2 separate regions of the Arabidopsis thaliana genome follow, and region 2 is linked to region 1. The links are chromatin contacts, called in public targeted proximity ligation maps. All regions are on one chromosome and are shown on one strand. The core of a region is the stretch at or near the end of the contact, and the rest is flanking DNA. Distances in the headings are between cores, read along the strand shown. Region 1 holds the start of AT3G60860 (SEC7-like guanine nucleotide exchange family protein). Region 2 holds the start of PP2-A13 (phloem protein 2-A13).

The links.
Region 2: a contact with region 1 is called in a targeted proximity ligation map of shoot, with 10 read pairs. A contact is called at or near these places in 5 of 26 Hi-C or Micro-C datasets (callus, flower, root and 1 more) and 1 of 2 datasets of targeted methods (shoot).

What each region holds. Positions count from the first base shown.
Region 1 is chr3:22,483,094-22,485,706 of TAIR10.1, forward strand. AT3G60860 (SEC7-like guanine nucleotide exchange family protein) reads left to right here and starts at 1,304. Exons shown (of 11, transcript NM_115950.4): 1 at 1,304-2,613. The coding sequence starts at 1,711. It overlaps AT3G60850, which reads left to right. Exons shown (of 1, transcript NM_115949.3): 1 at 1-1,157. The coding sequence ends at 906.
Region 2 is chr3:22,601,526-22,604,138 of TAIR10.1, forward strand. PP2-A13 (phloem protein 2-A13) reads left to right here and starts at 1,291. Exons shown (of 3, transcript NM_115970.4): 1 at 1,291-1,967; 2 at 2,059-2,177; 3 at 2,385-2,613. The coding sequence starts at 1,641. PEX11E (peroxin 11E) reads right to left here. Exons shown (of 8, transcript NM_001203220.1): 8 at 2,569-2,613.

The DNA of each region.
Region 1 (2,613 bases), core at 54-2,553:
GCTATTGTTCCCATTGCTAACTACAGTGAAAAGACCAAAACTTTTGTATATCAGGAAGAAGGGACAGCTGTTTTTAAGCTATACGCTGTCCATTCAGGGCATGAGCCGGGGGCTATGGATGGAAATGCGAGAATCATGCATCGGGTTGTTGGTCATAAGGGTTTTTTGATGGATCAAGAGACTGTCTACGGAGTGCGGGACGAAGACGTGGAAACCGAAGGGATGGGATTGACTGGGAAGGATGAACGTGCCGAGATGCAGTTTACTGTCTTGCATCAGGTGCAGGAACTAAGGAGCGAACTTGGCACTCTAGAAGGAAAGATTGGGAATTTTTCACAAGAGATGTTGGGTTCAGTGTCCACAGAGTTGTTTGAGATGCTCAACAAGATCAGAAATATCGGCGTTGAGAGTGCCCAGGATACAACGGGCTTGGTTGCAGAGAAATCACACTCAGATGAAATACTTGTTGGAGATAACGATCTAGTACATTGGAGTGACCATCACCACGAGCATTTATATGGAGATGGGAAGGATGCAGAACTTATTGAAGACGATGAGGACAGTTTTGAGAGGAGCCTTGATGATGTTGTTCCTTGGGAACAGATAACGCCACCGTCAGATTGTACAAATCAAAAGGAGGATCTTTTGTCTGAGACATGTAAGCCTGAGAAATGGTTAAAGTGCAATGACTTTGATGAGAATAGCATTCTGAATAGCGAAGATTCTAAATTAACAAAACCGATGAGCCACGATGGAGGTAGTATAGAAACAGATGTAGGTTTAGCTGGTATACAAGTCGATAGCTTCTATCAAGAAAACTCGAAATGGTATGACTCTCCTTGTGGTTTGGATTCAAACACGGACGGTGAAGACACTGGATTCAGCAGACATGGGGAGATTTTGTAGAAACATGGTAAGGTTCTTCGATATAACCAATTTCTAACTTTCTATCTCACACATCTCGTTATGCATACCCTTCCCCAACTCATAAATGGGAACCAGATTGTATATTTTATGTGTTCTATTACAAGGTTTCAGGGATTTTTTTTGTTTGGCTGTGTTTCTTGTAGGTGTTGTTTCCTTCTTGTGTTATGTAAATTCAAACTCAGATTGTTTCTATGCATATATCTAAGATCGGAAAGCTTTCAAGGTGTCTCACTTTTTGATTATTGCCAAGTGATCATCTCTTGGTTTTTAAGACTCCATTAGCAAATTTGTCCAAATATTTCTAATTTTTAATCAAGACTCAATAAACTTTATGAATTTTTGAATTGTAAATATACAAATACGTATGATCTTGGAAATAAAAGTAACTCCAGACCGGGAACAGGCTACGAATTTCCCGGCGATCAACAGCTCAGAAACGTAGTGATGTGAAATGTCGCAATTGGTGTTTGAATTTCCTTCAATTACACAAAGTTGCTGTGGAAGTCCAGTGTCAACTGAAGGGTATTTCGGTCATATAATAGTGAATTTTCATTTCGATGGCAGAAAAATCAAACTGCGACGACGCGATCTGAAGTATCGTCTCATCTACCTCTTTGCTCTGTACCCTGCAATTTCCTTTTGCAGCGGCTTGAGTCAGACTCGTTGACCCAACTCGGATCGGACTCAGAGCTCCGAGGCAATTCACGGGAAGAGACTGTTTCGTTCCCGTTGGTCTATTTGTTCTAGATCTGTGAGTCGCTGAGCTCGCCGTGAAAATTGGGAATGGCTTCCTCGGAAGCTGATTCCCGATTGAGTCGAGTCGTAACACCAGCTTTAGAGAAGATCGTCAAGAACGCGTCGTGGCGTAAACACTCGAAGCTAGCTAACGAATGCAAAGCTGTTATCGAGCGGCTAAATTCGCTGCAGAAATCACCACCTCCTTCGTCCTCTGCTGCTACTGACTCCGAGTCTGAATCCTCTGTTCCCGGTCCACTTAACGACGGTGGTTCGATCGAGTACTCGCTCGCCGATTCGGAACTCATCTTCAGCCCTCTGATCAATGCCTGTGGCACTGGCCTCGCCAAGATCATCGAACCTGCTATTGACTGCATTCAGAAACTTATCGCGCATGGTTACATTCGTGGTGAATCGGACCCGTCCGGTGGAGCGGAGTCCCTTCTCCTTTTTAAATTGATCGATTCCGTTTGTAAATGCCATGATTTGGGAGATGAATCCATTGAATTACCTGTGTTAAAGACTCTGTTATCTGCCATTAACTCCATCTCGCTGAGGATCCATGGCAAATGCTTGCTCCTAGTTGTTCGTACTTGCTACGACATTTACTTGGGAAGCAAAAACGTGGTGAATCAGACGACTGCCAAGGCTTCGCTGATCCAGATTCTGGTGATTGTTTTCCGGAGAATGGAGGCGGATTCGTCAACGGTTCCAATTCAGCCGATTGTAGTGGCTGAGCTCATGGAGCCACTCGAAAAATCAGATGCGGATGGGACAATGACGCAGTTTGTTCAGGGTTTCATCACCAAAATCATGCAAGATATTGACGGAGTGTTGAACCCGACAATGTCAGGATCAGGATCAGGATCAGGGTCAGGAGGCCAAGATGGGGCATATGGGACTACCACAGTGGAGACTACGAATCCTACGGATTTGTTGGACTCCACTGAT
Region 2 (2,613 bases), core at 41-2,540, 120 kb after region 1:
TCGATTAGTGTCTCTTCCACCTTTAGGCTTTAGTCGTTGCAAGACCAATAGTTTTAGATAACCTCACTCAAAAAATCTAAAAAAAGAATCTACATTAAAATACAAACAAACGAAATTTTGTAAACGCAAATAATTGTATATTTTTTCTTCTTTCTTTTAAAGCTTTGAACTATTTCATCTTCATAAGATCAAGTTGATGATGATCAGCAATATCTATTGCGTTTGTTGATATTATCTACTTATTAAAAATCATAACAATATCTGGAGACTGGGACGAGAAAATTGGATGACGTGTTAACACGAGCCTATGACTTGGATCCACGTAAGCCTGAACTGTGGGAAGTTCTAAACTGTGTACTGATTGGTTGATACGTAAGCCAAGTGGATAAAGTGTCCCGACCACAAGACCGACATGATTTACTTATTTTATTCGTAAATAATTGCATTAAGAAGTGGCCACGATATGGAACTTTTCCAAATATATGAAATGATGATTAGTTAAGGCAATTTGCTTTTGTTAATTGGCCAGCTTAGGTCAAAATAGATCCTAATTAATGCAAATCTTGTTCCTTTTTTCTTCTACTAATGTTATCATACGAAGCCTTCGATCAAAAGTACATTACGTCATGTCATCACAATTCCCAATATATTTTTCTTAGTTGATCAGTTTACAACACTGATTGCAACATTTGATATGTACCGTATTAATTTCACCATGCATGCTACATATTTAATCCATATTATTAATCGGGTACGTACTTATACAATAACAACGGAAAGTTCATACAAATTTTGCATATTTACAATAATTCATTTTGGAAATCGAAATTTATTTATGCTGTTGAACAACACCTGTAGTCCACGAACTATGTATTTATATAATTATATCCAATTATATTCATTTCGATCGAGAGTTCCACCGTTATTAGATGCTCTTGATCACCGCAGCAAAACACTCCATATCCATAACTTTTAAAAATAAAACAAAGAACAACAAAAATGGATAACGTGGACTCGAGTCGACAATGTATGATCACCAAATTAAAATGTTTGTTGTTAATTATATACACATCCAATCAAACAGATGTTTAAACTATTCTAACTTCAAGTTACTATTAAGAAGTAACCATATCTAAAACTAAAAAATTCAACCTCAGACACAAACTTAGCCAGGTGTTCTGGTTAAAAGTTCCCTAACCCCACGTATTGACTACAACACGTGTAATGTAATGCACTTTTAACCAAAACTATTAGGCCAAGTGGCCAACTTTTGATCACTTTATCTGAACGACTAAACCCGACCCGACCCGATCGACATAAACCGGACCACGAGTATATGTATGTACACACATCTTCAGATGTAGTAGATACGTATAGTACACTGCAGGATTATATAATTGTTAGGCTCAGGAGAATTGACCTTTTGAATATTTCATACGGTTAAAAAATTCTTCTATATATAAAGTTGCTTTGAATATTTTGTAGTCTCTGTATGTTCAAAACCGTTTAACAATAACAACAACAAAAAGCTTCCTTTTTTGTTTTTTGAGTTTTCGTCGATCGATTGGTTTAAATCCTGTCGTATCAATTTGTTCTCGATTCTCCGCGACCATGCAAATTTAGGGTCTTCGTTTTGTTTGATGGGCGCGAATATCTCGGGAGGTTCACCGGAGTTTGACCGGAACGATGACGTTTACTCGAGGAAACTCAGATTGGTGGATTTACCTGAGAATTGTGTAGCGTTGATTATGACACGGCTTGATCCACCTGAGATTTGCCGGCTTGCTCGTCTCAACAGGATGTTCCGTCGCGCTTCCTCAGCTGATTTCATTTGGGAATCAAAGTTGCCTGCGAATTATCGTGTTATTGCACACAAGGTGTTCGATGAAATTACTCTGACGAAATTAATAAAGAAAGATCTTTATGCAAAGCTTAGCCAGCCTAATCTCTTCGACGATGGCACAAAGGTTTGAAATTTTGTTCCCGTTGAATCTCTCTTTATCTTTAAATCTTAAAAAAAAAAATCTTATTTTTCAAACTTTCTCTATGATTGAGCAGGAATTGTGGATAGATAAGAACACGGGTCGTCTTTGTTTATCTATTTCTTCAAAGGCACTAAGGATTACTGGAATTGATGATCGGAGATACTGGAGTCATATCCCAACTGATGAATCCAGGTAAGGATTACGATCAAAGGTGTGGTTTTTTCCTAAGAAATTTCATCAGTTTTGACCATCTTCTTGTCTTGATTAGACTCTAGTATTGTTGACCATCTTGTTAGTTTCAACTATATTCCATGGTTGTGTTGCAATGAGCTTGTACCCCAAATCTTTGAATTACTTGAGATCAATGAGTAATCTCATCCAATATCTATGTATATGCAGGTTCCAGTCAGCTGCTTATGTTCAACAGATATGGTGGTTTGAAGTAGGAGGAGAGTTTGAGATCCAGTTTCCATCTGGAACATATAGTCTCTTCTTCCGTATCCAGCTCGGTAAAACATCAAAGAGGCTTGGAAGGAGGATCTGCAACTCTGAACACATTCATGGATGGGACATAAAACCTGTAAGGTTCCAGCTCGCCACTTCGGACAACCAACAAGCTGTATCATTG